Regions from separate parts of the Anas platyrhynchos genome. Here region 1 is linked to region 2. Evidence: chromatin contacts called from public Hi-C data. All regions are on one chromosome and are shown on one strand. The core of a region is the stretch at or near the end of the contact, and the rest is flanking DNA. Distances in the headings are between cores, read along the strand shown. Region 1 overlaps RBMS3 (RNA binding motif single stranded interacting protein 3). Region 2 overlaps RBMS3 (RNA binding motif single stranded interacting protein 3).

Region 1 (6,742 bases), core at 3,099-5,598, 36 kb before region 2:
GTAGAGGTTTGCATAATATTAATTGCCTCTATTGCTCAAATTGCCTGAGCTCCTCCTGCTGGCTGCAGGCCTGGCAGGGCCCCACCAAGTCTATGGGGAGTGCACTAGGCCGCGCTGGTGCGAGCCTACAGGAGGCAGGGGAGACAGAGGGACAACAGGCTGGGGCTACTCTTTGTTCTAATTCGAGTTAATTGCAGCTAATGCTTTGTAGGCTTTGGCATGGTGGAAAGAAAAATTAAAAGTCAGCCCACGCTTGTGCTGCATCCCCAGTGCTCCTGTGAGGGAACCCATTTGGGAGTTTCTGATGCTCAGCCATCCTCCAGCTCGAGGTGCAGGCAGAGTGGTGTAAATCAAATGTACAGTGATCATTATTTACTAAAAGTTCCCTGTTTCTCAGTAACTAATCAGTGAATTGCTCAATCGCCGTAGCATAATTCCTTCCTGTGCAACGCGTTGCTGGAGCTGCCAACTTTGGGGCCCTCTTCCCCCAGACCTGCTCCAGTTGCATCAGCCTGTTGATTTCAAGTTACCAGGCATATAGGAAATTCAGGTTCATATTTCTGGGAGCAAGTGGGGAAGAAGGGATGAGCTGAGCCCAAATCTGGAACAGAGGAGGGAGCACTCCCTCAAAAGCTGCCTGGACGTGATCCTGGGCAAGCTGCTCTAGGTGTCCCTGCTTGAGTGGGTTTTGGACCAGATGGCCTCCAGAGGATCCTTCCAACCCCGACCATTCAGTGATTTTGTGATTCTGTGATTTTCAAAGTACTTAGGAACAATGAAAACATTTCCTCATCTCCTATATCTATCTTTCCATGTTTCCCTCTTGTGGCCTGTGCAGGGGGGAAAAAAAAAAAGTTACAGGCAATAAATCTTAAAACAGTTTGTACACAAAAAAGGGGAAAGATGAAGAAAAAAAAAAAAAAGGAAAATGTTTAGTCTTTTTCCTCCCTTCTTTCCCTTCCTTTCCTTCCTTTTCTTCTTCCTCCTTTCCTTCCTTTCCTTCCATTTTTCCCCCCTCCTAAAGCTAAAAAATATAATCAAAATCTCATATTCCTCTTTTCTTGCCTGCTTTCCCCCCAGTACTGTTTACATGATTTCCCTTACATTGTCAATACTGTACCCGTTCCAACCCCTCACTAATATCTTTTGGTTATTGGAGAGGAACTAGGTTTCTGATCTGCATGAACGTAAATTGAAGTGAAAAAGAAAGGAGGATGACTGCAGGGAGAGAGGATTGGAAAGGGAAAGAATGTTTTTCTTTGGGGATTTTGGTGTTGTAACTTCTCAATCAGCAGTAAGTTTGCCGTCTGTGTGTGTGGTTTTCCTGTCCTCTGCACCTTACTATAAGGCATGGTAATAATTGGGTATATTTTTACAGACAGCAGCTTGACAATGTGCCTACATTGCCTACATTTATTTCTGTTTTGTAAAGTAGCAGTGAATTCAACCTGCATGGTAATGGGTAGTTTCCAGGGGTAATGGGTCTGGAGATGCAAAGGTAGGATACAATGGGCATTAAGCAGTATGTCCAAAGGCAAGTAGTTGCAGTTCTTAGGTCAGAATCCAAATTATGCAGTAGAAAAGCATTACATGCCTCCTGATTTTGGAGCTTTTCTTCTCATCCAAAAGGGCTAAAATATCCCTTGAGCCTGGCATAGGTGAAGCTGAAAACTTTATTTGGCTTCTGATTCTAGTATTTTGCTAAGCTGGACTTTGTTTAGTCGTCCATGTCCCTGTAAAGGATGGGGTTGTGAATCACAGCTTGAAACTCGGATTTCTGCTTTGCTTTTCAAAGCTTTGAATGTGTAAGGCAGAGATAGAGCAGACATCTTGGTTCTGTGCTGTCTTCATACATCTTCCAAAAATGGGACCTGCGATTCGTTGTGTTTGACAAGACACGTCTGCGCTGATTTTAATGGGACGTAATTTGAAACCAGTTTAGTTAAACTGGGGCAGATGGCTGCAGGACTGTGTGTGATTTGCTCAGCGTAAGGTTGTGGTGCTGCTGCAAGGTTGTTTGTCTGGTTTTAGGACACCCCCTAGCAAAAAAAAAGATAAAGCTATCGTCATATGCATCTCAGTGTTGAACTAGTACAAATTCATTTTGCCCATTAAAACGTGTAAGAAACAAAATCCAAAAATCTGTCTCAGAAGACTTTGTTAGGTAATGTATTATCTGGCTTACTGCATAGCATAGAAATTGCATATCATATTTTTGGTTATTAAGCATTAGAGAAAATTAAGTCATCATGTCTGATCTAAATGAGGCTTGTACTGACAGGTGATCAGATAGTAAGTAAAGCTGCTACCAGTGAATATGGCGCTGGAGCCATGAAAATTTGCAAGGTCTTAGCTAAATTGATTTAGCGTAATCAGGACCTGTTTGTCTGTAGACAAGGTTTTCATTTACTGTTTTAATACACTTATTTTGCATACTGCACCAATGCCTCATTTCTTTTCAGTTGTTCAGTTGGCAAGAACAGAACTGGAGTGTTCTGAAACTGAACCTGAAAGCACAGCCTGAACAACCTGAAAGCACGTTCAAAAATAGAATGCAAAAGCTGTCTTCAAATTTATTTTCTCAATTAGTCATATTGAACACTTTACTTTATAATAATTTAAATTTGATCTGAGAATGAAGATGTGACCTGTGTTATCAGTACCTTTAGCTTGAACTGCAGAACTCCCTGCTCCCAGTTAGGTCTTCTTGCATATTACCTACCGAGACATTTTTGATGGGGGAAAAAAGAAGGAAAAAATACTGGGGAAAATGTTCTGCGTTTTCAACCAACCTTACTCATGATGAACAGGTTGAATGGGAAGTCTGCAGGCTGGGAAGCACATCTGCTGAAAACATGTGTTGAATTTTATTTCTTTATTTATGTTAACAGTGAGCACATTTGTGGAAATCATGTTTTCTTCACAATCTGTTTGTTAAATTAGGACACAAACCCAAGAACACTTGTGCATGAGAGTAATTTTCTATAAATGAGTAGTGTCACTGAGTTCAGCAAGAGCAGTCACGCAAAAAGTTAAGCACATGCATGAGAGTTTGTAGAAATGTTGCAAATATGTTGTCATCATGAACAAATTTCCTATCTTCAATTGTGATGCAGCTATAATTTTTTGGCTTGGTCTCCTTTTGAGAAACCCTCGTTTTATAAGCCATAAACTATTTCATTTTGCTAAGCCTAACTGAGGATATTTCTCTTATTTTGTCACAGCAACAAGAGCAAGATCCCACAAATCTATACATCTCAAATTTACCCGTTTCCATGGATGAACAGGAACTGGAGAATATGCTGAAACCTTTTGGACATGTCATTTCCACCAGAATATTAAGAGATGCTAACGGAGTCAGCAGAGGAGTCGGCTTTGCCAGGTAAAACCCTTACTCTTACTTGATTTATGCATATTTTTTTGACTTTGGTCCTTTGCAAATGCTGTCTACTCTGTAACACTGAAGCCTCATAGCTATCGAAAATGCAGAGCAGCACCTTTATCAGATTGTACGTCTGTTCTTTCTACTGAGCTGAGGAATACTGGTGCAGAAGGATGTTCATTTCATTGCTCCAGAAATTAGTTCACTGAATGTATGTATATGGAAATAAAAATAGCTACGAATAGTGAGCTATCCATGCAGTATCAAGCTTGGATAATAATAAATGTCCTACAGCAAAAAGAACACACTTGGTGAGGAAACTGTTTAAATGTCTCGCAAATATTTTGCAACAAGAAAAAGTAAATTTAGCAGTTGGAAGAGCAAGGGGGAGGAACTATAACTGAAAAAACACAGCTTCTTTGAAAGCTGCAAGGAACTCAAACCTATGAGAAGAGGTTAAGAAGAAATATTTGCATATAACAAGCCCTGTCAGAGTAGTTTAGACAAAATGGGCAACATATTATTACCATGTAGCTCGTTGTCAGTACAGAAAGACAAGTTTCCATGTTTACTCTCAGGGAATATTTACATAGATTCTCCACAGCTTGAAACATTCTTAAATCAAACAGTTTTCTTTTGAAAAGCCAAGGAATGGAGAGCTATATATAGAAAGGTATTGAAAAAGCAAATAAGGAGAAGAGAAATCTGTAACTGTGCTGTAAATCAGTCTTCTGCTTCAAAAGAAAGCTCAAAAATAATAATGATAAAAAAAAATCCCAAATAATTGTTTCTACAGAATATTCATACATTGTGCTTTGTAGTGGAGGCAAAATGACTTAGTCATCCTTTGAATTTCTTTGAAATACACCATATCTTGGCATATCATGGCACTCATGTTAGTGTCATAACACCACTGAGTGAAATAGGGTACTGGATGATGAAAAGGCAGCTTGCAAGATAAGTGACATTGTAGTGTTACCTTTGTCCTTGATGTGAAAGATCATCACGCCCAAACAATGTTAAGATAATGCTGTCTGAATTCAAATAGAAAAAGGCAAAACATTTATGCTGAAAGATGACACGCTGTTCTTTATGCATTCTTGCAGATAATAACATGAATTTTTCTAGCTCACTAAATATAGATTGGTATAACTCATGGGTAAACTTGCATTTTAAAAATTGACTTTGTTTGTGAAAATGTATTGAATTATGTCGCGTATTCCAAAAAGCTTTTGTGATCTAACGTAAAGGTTGTGTAAATCACCATGCAAACAACAGAGGGGTAAAAACTTGGCTGCATTGAACTATACCACTGATTTCACATTGACCTGAGGGAGACCAGAATTAATACAGGAATTCATAACCACAGTTGAACACTGACTCTTGTCTTTGCAGAATTACCAGTACAAGCTGTAATTACATGACCACCTGATCTTCTTTTTGTAATAGCGTGCTATTCAGTATCATTTTATTGCATGTCACTCAAAAGAGATGAATTTGTTTAGCTTTGCTTGGAGTCATGAGGATTTCTTTCTAGTGTACCTACGTTGTGAGCAAACACTGATTGGGTATAAGCAGGGTACATCTAGGGGACGGCAGCTGCATTTCAGACCAGTTAAGATTTCAGAAGACTTCTTTTTAAGATTTTCAGCAACCCATGTGGTGATCCTGGCTATTATATTTTCTGACTGGGACCCTTTTATCAGTGTAGCTGCGTCCTTGTGGAAATGCCTCGTGCTGCTCACTTAGCACAGCTCTTAACTGAGCTACAGAAGTGCAGGACAAGAAGTTAGCTTTGCAGACACTAAAACCCAGCAATTTTGGAATTTAATGTTTCACAATTATTAATTAACTACTGTGAAGATTAAAAATCACTTTTTGATTCTGTCTAATTATGTGAATGGTCAATCTCAAAATAAGTATATTCAAAAAGTAATCGGAAGTAAAGGCTTACTGTAGACAACTATTGTCACATTTTTTTCCTAAATGAATATGATTAGGAGTTTCATAATGCTGCAGGTGGCTACTTAATCATTTATAACCTGGATAACTTCAAATGTTCTTGGATCACACTCTTAGATCTTGGATCCGAGAAATGTCTGGTCACATTAAAGTTCATCCTCTTTAAAAGTATGCACATACAAAACTAGCTCTCTTTTTGAAGCTGTTAAATTATTTCCTCTTTTGCACCCCTCAAAAGCAGCTGAACAGATTTTCCTGAAATTTTCCAGAATGTTTCATTGTGGCTTGAACCCAACTTTGTCGAGGTACACCCTGGGGGAGATTTTGGGGAGGAGAGTTACGAGCAAGGGGCCAGAGAAGGGTAGCTTTGGACTCCAACTGTGGCTCCACAGAAATCTATTCAGTTGAAAGGGAATTGCTGTAACCTCTGGACACCCACTTCTGCCTCGCAGCTCGCCCCTGCTTTGTATTTTGGAGCCTGTGCTACCTGGCTCCAGACTGCCAGTGGGAGCTGGCTTTCAGCAGGGTTTGTCTTGCTGCTGGCAGCTGACAGCATGGGTTTCTGCCGACACCGGCAAGCAGAAGCTGGGACTGACACAGCCGGTCACACAGTAGAGAGACAAATAAGGAGGAGGGGCAAGAAAAACTAATGAGCAGGGAATATGGAAAAAGGAGGAGGTGCAGATGAGAAGCTTTGTGTTCAGTCTGTCATAAGATTGCTTGTAGAAAGAGGGAACGATGCGGTGTTACTCTCACACAGGGATTTCATCACAAGACTTAAAACTGTAGGTGTTTCTCTTAAATCCCTGTTGCTGAGAGTCATTCAATGACTCCAGCATCTGATCTTTCATTTAGAAAGTGTAAGTGGATTCCTCAGAGCTTAAAATGAAAGCATAGTCCTTAATCCTCAAAAGAAGCAAAGGAAAAAAAAACTCCAAAGCAACTGGATTTGAAGACTTTTTTTTCTGAGATATAATTTTAAAGCGGCTCTGTCATCTTTTATGATTTCGGTTTTGCAAACTGACCGTTAGCGAAGCTGTTGGTAAGAGTAAAAAGGAGATCCGAGGCTGTAAGTAAGAGAGAAGGTCTTGGAGGAAAGCTGGAGTTACTGGGTTTGAGAATGCACCAAAAGTATGGAGAAAAATACTTAAATTCATCCTGAAGATGTGCTGTCACTACAAAGGTGACTCTGTGTGCCAAAAGACCTGACTTAACAAAGGCCTGTAAAGGGTGAGTGCCAGGTTTTGAGCGGGAGAAAATCTAACACAAAGTGGAGCCAAAGCAGTGGTGATTTTTGCTAAATGAAAGGGGAAATATTTAAAGGGAGATTTCTGCAAATCAGTGGTGACGCTGCTTTGGGGGCAGAGAAGTGTCAGCAGCACCGGGGGATAGGGAACA
Region 2 (6,570 bases), core at 3,623-6,122:
TGAATCATTAAGACTAATGACTCTGCACTCCATGCAGGGTGGGAATTTCACACTTAGGGAAGATACAACCACCTTTTGTATCCTTCATAAACATTCCCAGGTATAAGTCAGCAAAGGTGGTCATCAATGAGTGAGAAAAGCCATCTCTCCTTGGTATATAGTAATGCATTTTGGTATGTAAATGATTGACAAAGGATTTAAAACTTGAAAAAATTCCTGAAAGGTTTCCTAACATTCCAGGTTGTAACACAAGGAAATGGCCTCTGCCATGCTCTTTTGTGGGTTCCAGATTTCCATGTTTCATGCATTATATGCTCCAATGACAAAGTGTTGGTTGCTGTACTGGTAGCCTGGAACGGACAGAATTATAACACAAGTCTTATGTTCAACTAAACATGTTTTTGAAAGTACGTGTATAAATGTACTTATTCAGACTGTTTTGTTGATACATTTTCTGTGTTTCAGCAGTTTTCCAGTAACGTGATTATTCTTAGGATTCAGTGGACTGCTGAAACAGTTGGTGCCCTGTGCCAAAACTGCACTAGTAGCAGAGAAGTCCCTGGAGTGGATGGCAGTTGGCATACTTCATCGTGAACAGAACAGGCAGTGGTTCTTCATTCTGGAGGGACTACATTACTTTAAAACATTTTTGCAATAACTTCAAAGTGTAAGGCATGAGCTAAATCACAAAATTAAGAAAAATATAGAGTGGAATTCGAGTGGAATTAACTAACAGTATGTGGAAGCATGCTCCAGAGCATGAAGTACAAGGACATATTATTTTTAGTTTTGGAATACTTGCATTATCAGAGCTGTGTGATGAAGAGCTCTGTCTTTTGTAGGTGGATGCTTAGCAGAGTGTATTTGCTGCAGTTCCTGTCATTCACAGCAAAAAGCTCTTTTGTACCTAGTAAGCCCATGTGGCCTGACAGAGGTAGTTTTGTGTCAGTGCTGAGTGATTGCGTGCTTTCTGGGTCATTCATGTTAACATTTTGATTACAGTGGTGAGTTACGGAGGATGAGCTGCAGAGACTGATGCTGTGCTGGAATATACTCACTTAGATGAAGAAAAACATTTATCTAACTACTAAGTTTTGAGTCAAAGTGAATTGCTTGAAGAGATAGTCTTTAAAGCAATCTCTGTGTTCTGGTGTTGCTGATGTCCTTCAGAGTTTGCTGGTTTTTTGTGGCAGTTACAATCCAGGAAAGTCTTCATAAAATACTAGAATGGGCTCAGTGATAATAAAATGTGAACCCTTATGGGTGCTTCATTTCTCCAGTAATTCTGTCAAGTATTGGGAAAATATTCTTGATCCTGGAGAGCATGCAAATGAAAACTTGTGGAAGAGAGGGGGACGCAATCCTGCCTAGATGAAAGCATTGTACTATGCACATTGTGTTTGCATTATGACCAGCTCTGTTCTGCTGCTTCACCACCACCAGGAGTCAAAAGCTCAGGTGTTAAGCCTAAATGTTTTATCTTCATTCTTTTCTGCCAAGACACTTCAGACTAAGTGCACAGCTATACATTAGGCTTGAGATTCCCACTTAATTTGTTGTTCTCGGTGTTGTGTTTTTTGTTTGTTTGTTTTGTTTTGTTTTGTTTTTACACCTAAGTACATCTATATGCTGACTGTGTATCTGTGCTGGATGACAACAGCTGCTGCTCTTTGCTGGGCAGCATAAGAGCTGCATGATACAGCTCTAAATGCAATTAATTCAGTGTTCCTTTAAAAAGCAACAAGAAGAAGTAAAACTGCAAGCTTTCAGTGAATGGTATAAAGCCCAAAATAAATCTCCTACCAGTCACACAGGGCAAACTCACCTTCCCTGAACTTGATTTTTAAGACTCTTATCTACCTCAGGGATCTTCGTTGCTCATTCTCTGCCCCTTCTATGCATAGAAATTTCATTGATCTCAACAGGATTTCTGTGTGCTAGGCACCGTCAGTATATACAGCAGAGACCTGTAGTGCAGATAAGGGATGCGCAGCACCTATTGGAGAGAAAATGTGTCAGAAGATTGCCCACCAAGAACATGTAGTTAGCGTTTTACATGGAGAGTGGCTCTGAGCTGAATTTATGTAAAGGATAATTTATGTTTCGTACCGTGTTCAAGCTTCGTTCATCTATACCTCTGTGAATACTCCAGGTCTCCCTCTGCTTCCTTCAGGTGTAGGTTCCCTGTTTAATATTTGCTGAGATAGGTATCTGTGGCTATGAAGCATACGTGTTTGTAGCGTGGTGCATTAAAACGGATGAGGACAGGGGCATTCTGCATGGGCTTGAATATTTATGGAAAGCATTTCTTTTCGGGGGGGACTATATTCTGAAGGTAGTACCGGGTGCTGGATTGACTCGCAGCTACTGCACGCTCCTGCATTGTCCCAATACTGCCACATGGGAGCTTTTAGGATTAGCTTTTCACAGTGCAAGTAGGGAGTCATTATTATAAGCACAAAGAAATAAGAATAGGACTGTTTGGACTGTAAATGGGAGAAGAATAAATGGCTCTCTGCTATTATTCCAGCCAAATAGACCCTCTCATATTCTGCAATGAGTGAAGTGTTTTGATCTGATTATTTTACCGTCAGGGTGGGGAGTGGGGGGCAAGTTTAGGGGAGAAGGCTTTCTCTTTCCATTGTCCTTGTCCTTGTCCACGTACACAAAACTTTTAATAAAGCAAGGTCAGAGGAGCTGTTAAAGATCTCTTCCTTGTTTTGGTGTTAGTCTCCCACTCTTTTCTCATACAGACTTTAGCTCTCATTAGGCTCTTTTTTTTTTTTTTTAATTTAAATTGTTTTTATCTCATGTTGCCAACAAATCAATCAGAGGAGCCATCCCTATGAATACAGAACATCCATGGAGGCCAACATTGATTTCTCCACAGCTGCTTCTTATTATAAAGTTCCCTGGTGTGAGGAAGACGCTAAATAGAAGCTAATAGACATTACATCTCACATGCATTTTCACATTCTGACAAATACAGTTTTGGGATTTCTTTTTTTTCTATTAAGAATTTAGCCGGTCTTGCTTGAAAAAGGTTAAAAATACATTTCTCCTATTCTCTTTTCCAGTAGAAACTTGCACAGGTACTGGGAGTCATTATTCACACTGATCAAGGCAAAGTGTCGTTGCCTTGCAATGATTGCTTGCATGGTAGAAATATTTATATTTCCTGCTGTGTTAATTGGTGTTACTAGTAAAGTTTGGAAGACAGGTATTTCTCAGCTACCAAGAAGTCACTTGCTAGCCAGTCTGATTAGTGAGGAGAGTGAAAGCCAGCCAAATTATTTTAATAGGATTTTTAGCTTTTCCAGAGGGGGAAAAATATTGCAGAAATAAAAATAGACCACTTAGAAACCTGCCAATTTTCCCTCTTAACACTTTGCTGTCTGTTGTGCATGAATGTCTAAACTATCATGAGATAAGGGTCACCATGGTCAAAGGTAACTGCATGAAAATGAGGAAACCCAGCATAAAATAAGTAGAGGTAAGGTTCCTGTGTTGACAAAAGGAGGTGGACTAATCTTCTTATAAAAAGGAGTCCCAAATTAAACCTCCAAAAAGCCAGTCCTGCTCCCTTATATCGCTTACTGCTTTTCCCGAGGAGCACACCTTGGTTGAGTGTTTGTTATCAGTGGTTCTTATGGCTGAGCATCTCCTCTCATTCCTATGGCTACACTTTCCTCTCTCCTCTTCTGCTAGCTGGATGCCAGCATCCCAACAGGCACTGCTGTCTCTGCTAGGTCCAACTTTTTGGAAATAGAGGAAAAAAACAGCAGTCCTCCATGGGGGAAGAGATGTTGGCCTAAAATCTTTGCTGCAACTTCCTCTCCATCACCAGCTTCAATTCAAAGCAGGGTCAGAGCAGGCTTGTGAATGCATCCAGGAGCATGTAAAAATGGCTTTCAAGCATTTTCACTTTTGTACCTTTCTCAGCTCTGGTGCTGAGCATAAGTGGTTACATTGGTTAGGCACAAGGATCAAGCCTGCTGGGTCTAAAAATCTGTTTGGAAGTTTTGAAAGCTTGTTTTGTTTGTTTGTTTTTATCCCACCTTAACATTGCCAAGTGGCTACTTCTCTAAATGGACTGGGTATAAGCTGTTGCCTTCTGTTTTTAATCGTTGTGTATGTTGGTTTGCCAATGATTAAGTCAACGTAAGCATTCTTCAGACCTCTACAGCTTTGGAATTTAAACATAAATTGCTTCTAGGAGAAACAAATCAAATTTGTATTGCAGACATACTGAAAGTACATAAATATATATTATTCTGAAAATTCTTGGTGGAAAAAAATGAAAGCTCCAGAAGCTGCAGCAGTGCCAGATCAAGACATTTAAATTAATTTTGATTTTATATTGAGATTCTTTCCAAATTCCAAGCCAGACCAGCAGTTTCTATTTCTCAGCATTTTCACTGAAAGCAACTGCTGTGCTGGGCTGTTGTGAGGATATAAATGAATTGCCAAGAGAAGTAAGGGACTGACTATTCTGAAGAAGATAGGAACAGGGCCTGGGACATGCATCAGATATGAATGACTTCTGCAGGCTGAGAAAGCTAGACAATGGCGATTTCTATTATTATTTTTATTTTTCACCTACTCATCTGGTGAAGATTGTTTCCACAGTACAAAAGAGACTAGTCAAAAAGAAAGAGATACCAAAGTCTTAATCAAACTTTTTTTTTTTTTTTTTTTTTCCCTCCTAATTATGTTCCATTCTATGTTTTGCACAGGAAAAGGGCTGAAAGGAATCCTTTACCCAGAGCTCTCATTCACGTTCATTCATGACTGTGTTGGAAATAAGACCCGTTAAGCTAAGGGATAAATTAATCTAAAAGTAGCATAACCCAAACAAAGAAGAGAATGTCCTTGTGTGTAAGCAGCTTCAGATATTACAGAGAGTTGATACTCAAACATACACAGACTCTTACCAACACTGAGATGCATGTTTACACACACGTTTAATATGTGCGTATGTTTAATGTATAAGATGAAGTTTCGTTTTCCGTTCAGTTTTGGAAAATGAATTCTGTTTACAGTAGGCCACTTGACGCGATACTAGCAGGATAATGTGCCTTTAGCATCCATGATATTAACTCCTACCATGTCATCAGCAAGCAGCCAACACACTTGGTTTTTAATAATCAGAATCACTAACTCCATATGTAAAGTGCTATTTCCTACTTTTGTAACTGATTCTATGATTTAATAGTCTTATTTTCTTTTCTACCTGTTTTTAATGTGATCGTTATATGAAGTATATTGTTTACTTATCTTTGTTGATAGCCAGAAGGATTAGAAGAGATCAAATCCCACTCCATTTTGGTGAGCACCTCTATAAGTAACAATTCAGATCTTCAAGAGACTGAATTTAATCACCAGGATGAATGTAAAAGCCTACAGCCCACTACATCACTTGGTCTCCTCATGCAGTTAACAGAAAGGAATAGGCCTGTCTAAGTAGTGTTTCATCTTGTCCTGGAACAGACATCTGAAATTGTTGTATGTCTCAAGTCATAAGTCTGCTCTTATTTCTCAGTTGAGAATAGAGGAATCTCAGCAGGACCAGCTCACATGTAGAGGTCTATATTGCATATACATGTAGCTGTCTTAAGGTGAAACAAATCCCCCACAAAAGTAACAGGAAGGGACCTTGTTTTGTAAACATGGAGTTCATGTTAAGGGGCATCTTCATTCTTGGTGTGACTCTACCATTTTCTCCTTGTGTGTTTAGTTCCTTCTGCTTCATTTCTTGCTGCCTCTAGAGAAAGGGCACCCACCTTAAGCAAGATTTTCACCCAGCAAGTTTGTTTGTAAACTTCATAGGAAGCATGATACTACTCAGTGCAAAATATAATAAGATACTAACTTTTCAGAGATTGGAAGCTCAGTTACCATTTAACTTCAGCAGTTGTCCCTAATTAAACCTGCTTAGTCTCTTTTATTTAGGCAGATTCACGCAGAGCCAGGTAGCTATCATCTCCATAGCATTAGGTATTGCTTAGAGAAATAAGACTGTGAAGCCTCCCTTAGGCACTCTACACAAAAGGAACTCATTGATTTAACCTGCAGTAAATATTGGACTGATGTTCAAAGAATGTTTCTCTTCAACACAAAATGGTTCTGGCTGCACAGAGCAAGGGGAACAGCAGCATTATTTTTTGCCAAGTCTCTTAAAAAATGGTTTGGAAAGGTGCAAACCTGCCATTGAGAGAGAAAAGTAACTAGTTCGGTATTGAGGTTAAATACTGAGTGCAGTGGGATACAAGAAATTACTTGAACTGGGGGTGGCAGAGCACGGTGCTTTATTATGGACTTAGCTGTAATGACTATCTTGTACAGTTCATTTTGGCAGAGAGATGAGACTCCCCCATGTCCTCCCTCAGAAAGCCAGTGTGCAGATGAGCATGCTGAGCATAGTCTGGTATCACAAGTTATAATAAAATATGCGATAACGCAGCATGCTTGGCTTGAGGTTGGTAGTTTTTCAGCAATAAACATTATTTACTTTGTGCAGTGAACACAAAAACCTTGGACCGAGTTATAATGTAACACTATGGTAATAGT

The links. A called contact is a pair of places that touch in the nucleus more often than the background predicts.
Region 1: a contact with region 2 is called in a Hi-C map of small yellow follicle, with 2.3 times the contacts expected there. The contact joins two enhancer-like sites. A contact is called at or near these places in 2 of 8 Hi-C or Micro-C datasets (F5 follicle and small yellow follicle).

The regions. Positions count from the first base shown.
Region 1 is chr2:117,442,112-117,448,853 of IASCAAS_PekinDuck_T2T, reverse strand. It overlaps RBMS3 (RNA binding motif single stranded interacting protein 3), which reads left to right. Exons shown (of 17, transcript XM_038175453.2): 8 at 3,225-3,382. Among named protein-coding and RNA genes, the nearest start is that of TGFBR2, 350 kb to the right of the region's middle. Within about 2 kb of position 4,348, at least 4 of the 8 cell types and tissues checked have an H3K27ac peak or open chromatin away from gene starts, as enhancers often do. A contact at or near this core is called in F5 follicle and small yellow follicle, where this site is marked.
Region 2 is chr2:117,406,978-117,413,547 of IASCAAS_PekinDuck_T2T, reverse strand. All of the region lies in intron 9 of RBMS3 (RNA binding motif single stranded interacting protein 3), which reads left to right. Among named protein-coding and RNA genes, the nearest start is that of TGFBR2, 320 kb to the right of the region's middle. Within about 2 kb of position 4,872, at least 3 of the 8 cell types and tissues checked have an H3K27ac peak or open chromatin away from gene starts, as enhancers often do. A contact at or near this core is called in F5 follicle and small yellow follicle, where this site is marked.